Linked DNA regions of Zea mays: region 2 is linked to region 1. The links are chromatin contacts, called in public Hi-C maps. All regions are on one chromosome and are shown on one strand. Each heading gives the region's core, a stretch centred on a gene start, on an enhancer-like site or on the middle of the called end of the contact. The rest is flanking DNA. Distances are from core to core; before and after follow the strand shown. Region 1 holds the start of LOC100283432. Region 2 holds the start of LOC103638736 (premnaspirodiene oxygenase).

Region 1 (6,793 bases), core at 1,339-3,838:
ACTACATGGAACTAATAGGGTGTTTGGTTTGCGGAATGAGCTAGTCCATCATCTTCTCACTCCTCACTTTTTTGTTTGGTTTGTGAAATAGAATGAGTTGATCCATCACCACCTCAATCCTCATAGTTAGTTAGTACTAATATGAGGAATGAGGTCATTTCACCAAATTTGAAAAATGTACTCATATATAGAGTGTTTGGTTTGAGGAATCATACCATCCAAATTAAGGTGGTGCATCATGGATTCATTCCTCATATTTGGAGGGATGACTCTATTCCTCATATTAGTATTAACTAACTAACTATGAGAAATGAGATGGTGATGGATCAACTCATTCTATTCCACAAACCAAACAAAAATAGTGAGTAGTGAGAAGACGATGGACTAGTTCATTCCTCAAACCAAACACCTCAATAATACACCACCTCATTTTGGATGGAGTGATTACTCAAACCAAACACCCTCTAAAAGTGACAGTGAGTGACACATGGGTACCTTATGAAGGTTCTGTGTAGCTTCAGCTCCTGCACGCTCTACAATTGATTTCTCCAAAGCCTCCAAAGCTCTGGACGCACGAGCCCGTGCATCATCTATGTCAGAAGCATTTGTCATCTCCCTGACAAATAGCTCAACCCATTCAGAGCCATTTTTACTTGTCTGGTAATTATCTACAGTAGGATGATGTTCTGTAGTCGTATCCACACCACCATTAGGAATTCCTGCAAGGAATGCAAAATTGATGCTACTGTCAGCAATACAGTCTTGAAACTGCTTCAGTGCTTTCTAAAAATTAATATAACACATTAGGAAGTAATAAGTGTGATGCAACCAATTCATTCCCTGTGGTAGTAACACCATCCCAGCTGACAAATTCCAATTACCACCAAATACAATGTGGGCTTGATGTCATACCAGGATGAAGGTAAAGCCAGATACAACATAGGATATTTGATGGCCCAATTCTACATATAATTAATTCCATACCAATATCAAATAGAAACATGTGTTTAAATTGAGTACCATATGACGGTGTAGATATATACAGTAACAACTTATGAATTAAGGAAACTTGAAATAGTGAAATAATATATCTCTGAATAAAACTGGTGACAAATTCAATTTGGGTACCGAGAACCACACTCACATTGAATCATTGACAAATGACTATCATTAAGTACAGCTATAACTACATGGATGAGAATGCATAACTGCTGCTATATGAATGCATCCAGGGAAAACAGTAGTCTCTGGTAGAAAACTAACCTTCAACAGGAGGCTGAATTGCAGTATGCTGACCATTTTCATTGAAACCAGTAGATGACAAGATAGCCTCTGCTGACTCTAAGCGTAGCAAATTCAAACTCTTTATTGCAGAATCCAAGTCATCTCCAGATGCTTCCAGAGCTTTTTCAAGCAACTACAATTATTTATAACAAGCATAGTCAGCAGTGTTGCGTATGTGAGATACTGGAAGGTAAAGTCAGTGAAGATAAATTTGGTACAAACAAGAGCTAGCGCACATTGCGTAGAAGTAATTCAATCTAACAGGATACAGCAGGGGGGGTGGATTTCCATCTATGAAGGAAACCTTGTATATTATTCAATACATTCATTTTGTGTACTTACTGGGACATCACAGGCTCGAACTGGCTACAATGCACAACTTGCATAGCTACCAAAGATTGGAGCCAGTGAGCCACAGAAACTATAAATGGTGTTTTCGTTTTTTACCGTCATCGATACATTTCCGTTTGGATTAAGTTCGTTTTCGTCGTCCCGCACATACATCCCACGTATGACCTCATTTCCGATAATTTTTCGATCTAGAATACGTTTTCGAATTAAACCATAAAAATGAAAACGAGAAAGGATTTATCCCGACAGATTCCGCCTGTTTACATCCCTACCCATTTCAGCTTCCAAGGCACCATCATCTCCGATTTCTGGCACAAGGTCAGATCGGAAATTACACTGGAATCACATATCTATGGACAAAGAACAACAAATCCTCGTCGGCTTGGTGGCACTAGTAAACCGTGGAGAGAGGCAAAAACCACATCTCGTGATTTATCATGGGAGAAGAGGGAAGGAAAAAGTGAGGCAGCGGTGGTGGCAGACCTGTGGATCCATGTCGGGGAAGAGTAAAAGCAGATGGTGGACGAGCGCCTCCCGTCGGTGTCCGTCGGAGCTGCCGCGGTGCGAGGGGGACCGGCGGGACCTCTTGGGCGCCGGCTGGTGGGAGGAGTGAGGGGAGGTAGGGGATGGCGGGAGGAGCTCGTCGGCGAAGATGGAGGAGGACCTCTTGCCACAGACTACCGCAGACATGGTGCCGCCGCCCACCCGCGCCGCCGCCGCCGCCTCGTCGAGCCGCCGCAGCCGATCCCCGCCGCAGCTGTCGCCCTATTCCCCGCCGTCGCGGGACATGGGATAGACGCTTCTCCCCCTCCGCACTCGATCCACGGCTGGGGTGTCGACCGCCGGTCCCCCAACCTTCGGCCAATCGACCTCCGTGCCGCGTGCCCTGGTTGCCGCAGCGCCTGTGATGAGCCGAGACGCCCTTGATTGGTGTCTGGTCCGGGTCCTGACGGGATGGGTTGGGTTGTTGCGTTGCTGACGCCGCGAGGGGTATTTATCTCGCACTTTCCCTCCTTCACCACGCTCGTCGGATTTTTACGCATTCCCTCCCGTTGGCGTCGTTTTTCGGCGGTGGAACGTGAGTGCGTCCACACCGCACCATTTGCGGTGTGCTGTTTAGCCGACAGGTGGGTTCGGATGGGACCTTTTGCTTTACTACCGTAGGTCCCACTCGCGTGCTTTTCGCGAATAATCTTTACTATCCTATAAGAGCCAAGAGTGAGCGTTCATGTTACATCACCATGCCCCCGCTCGCGCAATCCTCGCCCCCGCACTCGCTCTCCGAGCTCGAACAGGCGTCGTCCTCTCGACTCCATGATTCTCGCCTCTGTGGTCCTCACCGCCACTCCGGATCCTCGCCCTTCCATCGGCGCCCATCCAGGTACGTCCCCACCCTGCACTCCTCGTCCTTTCCATCGGTGCTTCCAGGTACGCCACCGCCCACGCCCCGCGATCCTCGCCGTGTGCATCCGCAACCACCCGCGATAGCAGCCCCCAACCCAATCACCCACTCGCCCTGCTCGGCGGCGTCACCCCCACTCGCACATCCGCGTTGCGCGGCGTAGTCATCCCCTGTCCGCATCTGCCTCGCTCCCTCTGCCACAACAAATTTGTTCTCCTCCTTCCACTCGACAACCCATCCCCAGAGGCGCACGAGTATCGGGAGCAGGAGACCCTCGCCTCACCGCTCTCTCCCTCCCGTTCCTCTGTGCCGCCTTCTCCCACTCTGCCACTAACGCTCTACTGGATGCCCTCACGTCGCCGCCCGCCTCCTTTTGTCTGCCCAGATCCCCGCAATCACCACATATCCACAGCATCCTCGGGGGGTTCGACCCCACCATCGCCTCCCAGTTCTTCGTTCAGCCATGGAGGCGCCGCAGCGACGGAGGGGAGTGTCGTGTGGGTCCAGTTCCTCAGAGGGTTCAACTGCTGCTGTGCGCGCATGACGGCCTCACGCTCCCTCGCGTGTACGTCGTCGCCTGCGTCGGCTAGGGGGCACCTTGTGGCATCTAGCTCCAATCAGACGAAGGCGGCCGTGACGAGGACGGGAACATCATGGAGAAGCTGGCAGCAGAGGAAATCCCGGTGTTCCTCTGGGTGTGCTGGGTCATGGCGTGGAGCGCTTCGGCCTCGAGGGTGGCCGGTTACGGATGGGAGAAGTTGCAACCTATTGTGGACTCGTGGTGCTCCTCCCGGACGTGACGCACCTGGTGCTGTTGGCGCTCGTCTCGATGGACGTTGTCGCGGTCGTGGATGATGCAGACGTTTGGGGCTGGGACGTCTCCAGCGCTGGGAAGGGGTGAAGGTCTAGGAGTACATGTCATGGGTGCTATCCACGCTTATCGGCCTTGGGAACTGCCTCGCACGGTATGTGTGGGATAGATTACGATTCCTGGCTACTGACTTTGTGGCGGTAATCAAATTATATTACAGAATTTGTAGCGTCCGTCAATCGTTGGATGCATTTGCTATGTATCAAGTGTCATCAATAGAATATGTGCGACATTGTTGTTGCCCTGTTAGTACATAGATTATATCATACATAAGTGTAGAAAAAGGGTTTTTATACTTGTCCTTTTACTGATCATGACTTGGACCCTAAGATATTCTATAGTTATTCATGATTTGTTATAGTTTGAAAATTGTCTCCAGATTGTCATGATTCTGCAAATTATCAGTAAATTTTGTAATGTTATAGCTTGGACCTTTTCTTTGGTACTTCTTGGACTCACAGTTTAGAATTAAATCTAAAGAATTATGGTAGAAATTGTCATGCCACAGACTGCACAATTACAGAAATTGTCAAAAGGAAGGCATCAGGTGAAGGTTGAGGTCAGGGATTTTATTAGGAAGGTTATGTAAAAGACTCACATGTGCCCTTCTATGGGACCAAAAAATAATATGACAAAGTTACTAAAAATGTAACAAAGGCAAACAAAATGAGCATCTGCTAGTGTCTTCTTGAAAATTTCTAGAGAATGTATTATATAACTTATACAAAATATTTTGTTAATATCTTTGACAAAGCATTTTAGCTAACACCTGTAAAAACTAAAGTTTGATGCTCCAATTTAATCGTGATAAGAAACAAAGAATAGTTAAAATGTCAGTAGAATCAGTGTTAGTGTTACTTAGTGTTGTTCTTTTTTCCATCTTCAGAGCTGAGTTTTAGGTGTCACCATAGTTAAAGTCAGTGTCATCATTTTCATAGTCATATGTTTTATTTTGCAATATAAAACTGGATTCTTTGCTACATTGATTGCAATTGTATTATCACAAAGCGAGAAACTCTCTCAAAGGATAGGCTAAAGTCTTTGAACTTGAATTTCATCTATAGGAGCAACAACAATATCAAAGGATAGGCTAAAGTCTTTGAACTTGAATATCATCTATAGGAGCAACAACAATATATTCAACTTCTATAGTGATTGGGCTACACTAGAATGTATAACAACCACATTTATTGATTGTGTTTCTTGTATTCGAGCAATAGCAAATATATGTTTTTCTCAAAGTATGCAGGAGAGTTGTGTCATTTTTTAAGATACATAAAAAACACAACTGGCCAATATCAGAGGTAATTAGCTATTTTTTCATGATTTGTTCTTATCTCCTATCATGTTTATTCACTGAACTGTGTTCTTTGTGTAGACACTAGAAAGAAGATATTACTTTGACGAGAAAGTGGTTCAATCATGTTTCTTATCTCCTCCCTCTGCAAAACAGGGAGAAAGCATCAGGCGTAAGTAAAACACATCACAACCACTAACTCATGAGTTGATACACTATAGAACACTATCTTTCTTTCCTGCCTTTTACCATGTCCATGTTCAGTCATTTGCTTTCTATTTGTTATGCACATCTTTGAGTTCATTTTTTCTGCTCCAAAGGTGGCTGAGCGGTGTAACACTGTCGATCCTCCAATTCTAAGAAAACTAAGATCTTGTACCAATTAACATTGTTGTTACTTGCCTTGGGTAATTTGAGTGTCCTAAAATATAGTTGCCTCCTATATGCGTGAACTGTGCCATTAAATTAGTTTCTCGCAACCTCCTAACGCTGCAGAGCCTGTTCTTCCATCATCACAAATTGAAAACATGCTCTGTCAAGTTTTGCATAGAGTCAAAGCAATCTCAGGATCCTCTTACCACATTGTATACATGTAATGGCAGTTTGAAGTAAGCAGTTTGAGCAAACAGTGTGCTACATATTCTTGTTCCCAAATAACTATGTTCTCACCATTGGTTAGATAATTAATATGTCCAATAGATATATGCCTGATATGGTTACATGCTAGGTGACTTGTTTTTTTCTTGTGTTCTATCTAGGTTCATGGTTTTAGAGTTTTGCTTGCATGTTTTGTTTTGTTTTTCTTAAATCTTCTTTAAGTTCTTTCATTTAGATCTTACTTCCTTTCACCCTTTGTATTGTGGTGCTTTGTTATCATGTAATGTTAAAATTGTACCATGCTGATTGTAGATCCCTTTATGTTTTCAATCATCTTAAAAAGTAGAACCTCATTTGCTTGGCTAAACAATGAGTAGAGCCTAAGCACACAAGAGACAAAAAAACTGTGAGTGGTTCACCTTTTTTCTGATGTGGGCGCAGGAATAAGGAGCACATGCTATTGTGCACTTCAGAGATTTGCAACGCCGAAGAAATCTGTGAGTGGGTCTAGAGCTTAGAAGCTTCAAGTACAACTTATATTCTTCTCAAACTTGGTGCTAACAAAAGTATAGAATAACAATTAATATTTTTGTATATCAATGTATTTTATCATATTAGATTTCGTAGCAACGCACGGGTATATACCTATATTGATCATAAGGTACAAAAACCAAACACGTTAAGTCTTACATGAACACTGGCAGTTTATTTTCATCAACACTAGCAGTTTATTTTCATCAATATTGGTTTTGTCATTTCAAATGTACACTTCCTGTTGCATTAACTTCACTTCCTGACTATTCTGCAGTCAATTGGCTTTCTGGGGCCAGGTATTGCTTTGCTCTGTCTGAATGCAGCAAAGAGTCTGTCGGTACCCTGAATCAGGGGTACCCTCTTCTACAGTATGAAGGCACTGCACCTATACAACACCTCCAGGTCACACGGAGAACGGCACCCGACCCCACCACATGGGCAGGCCTAAGGGCACCAC
Region 2 (6,793 bases), core at 1,423-3,922, 190 kb before region 1:
ACTAGATCATGTTCGAGTCCTAGAAGGTCTCACTCATGGTTTATCGTGGAGAGAGATGGCGAGCCGTCGGGTTCGATCGAACTGAGTAGACAACTATATGAGTCGGTGCTTGGGAGCATGTGGACGATCCCCAACGGGCCCTGTGCTTGGATCTTATAGAAGGAACTAGCATTACCCATTTGTAACTCACCGAGAGCCATTGCTAGCCCATCAAGGAAAGCATGGTTCAACTCACCTCCTCCATCACCGCGCAAGGGATGCACGGGGAAGAGTAAAACAAAAAAAATAGGACGACCCCTAGACAAATCTCTGCATCGAGCAGAGACCCGCGGCTCGTCCCGCACGGGTATGGCAAATGGGATAAAATTGCACGAAAAACGCCCAATAGCATCAAAGTCCACCGATGTCAATCCGTAGGTGGACCAATAGCATCGTGGCGGTTGCCACTGAAGTGTAGCTGCATGATGGCAAGAGCCATTGTTGCGTCCCAGTGAACCCCAAACTCTACGGCCTCACGAACACGATTCAGGATGTTAAGGAGGTGCAATCCACGATTCCTCCCCTAAGCACGGATAAATCTTATGGCCCGATCTACGCATAGTAAAAAACCCAATGCTTCAGGCCCAGGTTTTGCAAAGAATTTTCAGACAGTCAAGAGTCTAAGAGACAGAGAGCCTAGAGACCGGATCAAGAAAGACTACCTGCCCCTAGATCGTTGAGTTTCGCTAGCCGCAACTGAAGACGTTGAACTTCAACATTATCTATCTCTAAAGCTGGGCCACACCCAAATCCCTTAGAAGGTTGTCCATTGTCTACCCCGAAGGGGTCGACAAGGTGGACGGCTTGGACATGAGGCCATGACACCTTCACGCCTCCGAGGAGGCGACCGCCACCTTAAGGAGCAAACCAAGGATTAACCAGAAGAGGGATAAGAGGAAACCCTGAGCTGAGGCGGGTTAGTCATACCATTTCCTCATACAATACCCCGTGGGAGGCCTGCCCAGATCCATGGGCGAAAGAAGACGCCGGCTAATAAAGAGGTTTGCATACAAGGTCGCTCACGCTCCCCCATGTTTTGCTTTTAAAGAGAAGAGGTACTCCGAGAAGCTCGCACAAAAAAGGGGAAGGGGAGAGATTCAAGGGCCTTACGACACATAAAGCTAGGGAACGAAGTTTACTTTATTACTTTAGGGTAGCGGTGTCTTCTGTGAATGTTGTTTTAACAGAGAATGTTGTTTTTAAGAGCTCAGCTCCCCAGGTATTATCCTAGCGTACTTTGTTTATGTGGTGCTTTGGAGGATTTGGTTTGTTAGTGATGCTGGTGTAATGATATGTATTGTTGCTTTATAGACGTATATGCAATATGATGGTCGACAAGTGTGCCTTCTGTGACAACAGATTCCATGGGTGCCAGGTACTTTCCTTTCTTATCTTCTTCAGAAAAATGCCCTTACATGAGTTTCTTGTTACAAGAAATTGGATCTTAGACTGAAAAACAAATGCAAGTTAAAATATTACAACCCTACAAACAGAGATGGATACTATGTAGCATTTGCGGATCTAGAAGGTTTAACCTGACAAGTGGAGATGTTCTAAGAGCATGTTTGGTTGGCCGCCGCAAACGCCCACACGCGCCACAGATTTTGTGTCGCGGTTCTGGCGGCCAAATCGAGTGCCGCGGCTTAGGCGCGGTGCGGCGGTTTTGGCGCCACACCAAACAGGTCTTAAGTCTCTTTGTCGGCTTACTCCATGCCTTTCTTAAGCTAATTTCAGTACACATAAAAAACTATAACTAGACAATAAGGATATTTTGCTTCCATTTTCGTAACATACATATTTTCTATGACTTATATTTTCTATGACTTGCCGCTCAGGACACTTGTGATCTTCCTTGCAGTCTAATTTAATCAAGACCAGGGCACCAATCGAAAGTCTAATTTATTATTACTCATGATACTTGCTGCTATACTCTTGGTCTTCTTGTGTACACTTGCAAGAATTTCTAATTTTACACATTTCCTTTCATAACCACATCTAATGTATCGTTATTGGTCAGATACTAGATGCAATGGACTATCTTTTAGCTGAGATGTCTTGATAGGGCGCTCGTAATGGCGCCTGATGTTCTAGTTGTAAAATAGTAACGTCTTGTTCGTTTGTCCAGGAATAGACCAGTAATCATTCCAAATAATCAAAACTTGTATAAATTAGAGAAACGACCCGACTAGGAATTATTTCATGCCTCCATTCCAGTAAAAACGAACTGCCCCTAAGCGAAATCAGAAGGGTAAAAACTAGATGTGACATCTTCTGGCGGATAACTTCATTATCTGAATTTTCAATTGGACGTTTTATATATGTTGTTTTTACTATCTCAATAAAAGGAACATAATGATGGGATCTATTTTATATTTTATTAACTACGTAAAATAGATAGTTTTGGTTGTTAACGGATAGCAATCAAATAAGCACCCCTATAATTGGACCGCATATTAAACAATTTGTATTTTTATTCGACATCGCTGTATCTTGTCAGTGGACGCATTATTATTTATTTACACCACATTGCTTCTAGATCTGAATGCGAATCCCCATACAGTATAGAAGCAATCTGGAAACGTGCTATTTAAAATATGCCGGTCCACGGGGCATCTCATTTCCTGGAAATTTGTTTTTTTTTTTTTTTTTTGGCAACCTGGATCATGTTAGCACTACACTTAAACGAACTCTGCTCTACTATGCAGTACTACTAGAAGTCAAGGAAAACTCCGAGGTGCAACTGAAACCATGGACCAAGAAATCCAATCATCCTACCATCACCTCTTCTTGGTGGCGATCCTGCTGCTGCCGCTCCTCGTCGTCAAGCTCAGGCGGCGCAACCACGGCAATAAACCGCCTCCCGGCCCATGGCAGCTCCCGGTGATTGGCAGCCTGCACCACCTCGTGGGCGCGCTCCCGCACCGCGCCATGCGTGACCTGGCGAAGCGGCACGGCCCGCTCATGCTGCTCCGCCTGGGAGAGCTCCACGTCGTCGTGGCGTCGTCGCCCGACGCGGCCCGGGAGGTCATGAAGACACACGACGCCGCGTTCGCAACGCGGCCCCGGACCGCCACCATCCGGGAGCTCACCCGGGAAGGCCTCGGCATCGCATTCGCGCCGCACGGCGAGCACTGGCGCCAGCTCCGCAAACTCTGCGTCACCGAGCTGCTCAGCGCGCGGCGCGTGATGTCCCTCCGCCGTGGGCGCGAGGCCGAGGCCGCCAACCTCGTCGCGTCCGTCGCGTCGTCATCGAAGCCCGTGAACATGAGCGCCCTCCTCGCCACGTACGTCACCGACGCGGTCGTCCGTGCCGTGGTGGGCGGCCAGATCAGGGACCGCGACACGTTCCTGGAGAAGCTGGACGAGGGCGTCAGGGTGGCCGCGGGGTTCAGCCTCGCCGACGTGTTCCCATCGTCCAGGATCGCGCGAGCGTTCAGCGGGGCGGCGCGGCGCGCGGAAGCGCACCACCGCGCGATGACACTGCTCATGGACGGCGTCATCGCGGAGCACCAGGAGAGGAGGGCGGCCGGTGCTGGAAACGACGAGGAAGACCTGCTAGACGTTCTACTGAGAATCCAGAAGGACGGCGGCCTGCAGGTCCCCCTCGACATGGGCACCATCCGCGCCGTGATCATCGTAAGCTCAGCTCTCTCTCTCCCCCAACGTTTTCGACGAAATTACGTCGCCTTTTGCAATGTGTTGACATTATTTGTATTTTTCGAATGGGGCGTCGTGCACTTAGGATCTTTTCAGCGCGGGGAGCGAGACGACGGCGACGACGCTGCAGTGGGCCATGGCGGAGCTGATGCGGCATCCGGCGGCGCTGCGCAAGGCGCAGGCCGAAGTGCGTCACGTGCTCGCCCGTCAAAACCGCGTGCCGGAGGACGCCCTGCCAAAGATGCATTATCTGCAGCTGGTCATTAAGGAGACTCTGCGTCTGCACGCTGCAGTGCCGCTGCTTCTCCCGCGTGAGTGCCAGGAGGAGACGCGCGGCGTCCTAGGGTACGACGTGCCCAAGGGTGCCATGGTGCTGGTCAACGCTTGGGCCATTGGCCGGGACTCCGCGAGCTGGGGCCCCGACGCCGAGGAGTTCCGGCCGGAGAGGTTCGAGGACGGCAGCGTCAGGGCGGAGGTGGACTTCAGGGGCACGAACTTCGAGTTCGTGCCGTTCGGCGCCGGACGGAGGATCTGCCCCGGCATAGCGCTTGGCCTCGCTGTCATGGAGCTCGGTCTCGCTAGCCTCCTCTTCCACTTCGACTGGGCGCTCCCCGGTGGCGCTGTGCCGGAGGAGCTGGACATGACCGAAGGGCTCGGAATCACGGCGAGGAGGAAGAACGACCTGTGGCTGCAAACCACCATAAGCATTCCAGTTTCTCTAATGTGAATTGTGAACTGCTGTGTCACATATAAGGACTTGCTCGGTTTGATGTTAATCCGTGTGTATTAGGTGTGTATTAGGTGGGATTAAGGGCTTGTTTGTTTCAGCTTATAGATTATATAATCTGGATTATAATCTAAATTATATAATCTAGATTATAACCTAGACATATTATAATCTACATGTAGTTGTTTGGTAGTCTAGATTATACAAATATATATTATTCATAAAGACAGTAATACCCATGTTTGTTTGTTTGAGGTAAGTGGGTCTTTTGCCAAAATAATCTCAAATAAGCTACTCTTGAGGAGATTATGAGATTATCATAATCTAGGCTTTAGATTATATAATCTGAACACATAATCTATGTGTTTGTTTACCTATTGGATTATTTGCGCTGGATTATATAATCTAAAGAGATTATAATCTCAAACAAACAAGGCCTAAGTCGGTTTTAAATTCATAGCAAGTCAAAATTCACATGAGGCCATTTCGGTTATTCCTATCCCACATGAATTGTATGGGATTGAAAAAAAATTATAAAAGATTTTAACTTGTTCGGAATTGAAACCCACTCAATCACACCTAATCTACATGGATTGAGAGCAAAACGAACAAGCCCTCAATACATCTCAATCTCCTCTAATCCACATGTAATAGAAATAACCGAACAAGGCCTAGGGGCTTGTTCGTTTCACCGTCTATGTGGATTGGGTGCTATTGAGTCAGTTTAAATCCATAACAAGTCAAAATTCATCCAATCCATTCCAATACACTATAATTCACATGGAATTGGAATAACCGAACAAGGCCTAAGGGCTTGTTCGGTTTGATGCTAATTCATGTGGATTAGGTGTAATTAAGTCTGTTTAAATCTATAATAAGTCAAAATTCGCATCAATACATCCAAATCCCCTCCGATCTACGTGAAATGAAAATAACCAAACAAATCCTAAGTTGAAATGAGCTCTCCCTCTCTCGAATCCCTCATTTGTAATTTCTATTCATATTTAAATACATCTCCCTCAACTATTCTTCCCTCTATTTTTTTCTTCTCTCCAACCATTCCTCCTATTTAGCTCCCCTTTACTTTTTAACTAAACTATTTGCCTTTTATATATCACTTTTTAGAGTTTTTAAAAATACTACCATATTTATAGTACTATAATACGCATTGTTATCTAGTAATTATATTTAAAAGAAATTAATTTCACACTTAACGAATTGGGTGAGATTATATCTCCCCATGTACAAGGGCGCAGGTGCTAGCACCCTCTCGAGTAGGGATGGATCCAGATATTTATTCGGATGTCAAAATTTTGGTCTTTTTTCTTCGATTGTGAACAAATAACATGTAGAATTTGTTATATAAATTTATATTTTTGTTTTTAGCATTGAGGCTCTTAATCTTCACAAAAAATAAACATTAAATTCGTTCTATATCTTTTAAATAATTGATATAAAATTCGGATGTCTATCCGAATACGGATTCGGATGTTTTTTCACCTTTTTTGTTGTAGGGAGAAAATAATGTACATAAAAAATAATACAAAAATTTATTTAAATACTTCATAGTATTCTTAATAATACTGCCAAAAAATAGCTTTAAATTCTATGTATATCTATGCTAAGCGGGCTCCGTTGGACCGGACCGGGGCGTACGACTCCTCTTGGGACTTGGGAGTGGCCGGGGGTTCCAGAGACTGATATCAAGGTTTTAATAAATAGTATTCATATTTATATTAATTTATTATAAAATATATTTTGAAATAAATCTAATTATATTTATATAGTATTATAAATATTAGTTTTTTATTTATAATTGGTAACCTTATGCGATACTAAAATATGAAACCGGTCTTAATCTTCGTCTCTTTCGGCTCTACAACGTCTAGAGATGTTTTGGGTGGACTGTCAATCTTGAAACAACCCTACAATTTCTTCTCCCTAAAGAAGTCCCTCCCAGAAGGCGAGATCTAGGTTCTACACAAAGCTCTCTCCGCCATCGTAGAGAGAGCGTAGTTATCAGTGTCATCACAGACTGTCTGGTGCCCAACCGCGGATCGTTCGGTGCCCTACCACGGACGGTCTGGTGACCTACCGTGGACTATACGACACCTTGCAGAGCCGACCCTAAGATCCTAGATGTTGTACGAAGGCCCTAGGTTCGTTACTAGTCCCCAACATAATTTTTGGCGAATCTGGTGGGGAAGACTGTGTTTCAAATATATTAAAATCAGGTTGCAATGGTCGATTCTTAAGATCTCGATGATGTTTCTCTAGACAACAACACAAGGCTGACTATAGAGTATTTGTCAGCCGCTGAGCGAAAGGAGTTTGAAGACTACATAGAGAAGCTAGACGAGGAGGGCCGAC

The links. Hi-C and Micro-C count contacts between places; a contact is called where the count stands out from the background.
Region 2: a Hi-C map of tassel shows a contact between it and region 1, with 2.9 times the contacts expected there. The contact joins the promoter of LOC103638736 here to the promoter of LOC100283432 in region 1. A contact is called at or near these places in 4 of 25 Hi-C or Micro-C datasets (ear, leaf, tassel and 1 more).

The regions. Positions count from the first base shown.
Region 1 is chr9:100,170,935-100,177,727 of Zm-B73-REFERENCE-NAM-5.0, reverse strand. It overlaps LOC100283432, which reads right to left and starts at 2,588. Exons shown (of 5, transcript NM_001371937.1): 1 at 2,119-2,588; 2 at 1,264-1,417; 3 at 496-719. The coding sequence starts at 2,325.
Region 2 is chr9:100,361,898-100,368,690 of Zm-B73-REFERENCE-NAM-5.0, reverse strand. It overlaps LOC103638736 (premnaspirodiene oxygenase), which reads left to right and starts at 2,672. Exons shown (of 2, transcript XM_008661569.4): 1 at 2,672-3,675; 2 at 3,782-4,682. The coding sequence starts at 2,788. The coding sequence ends at 4,423.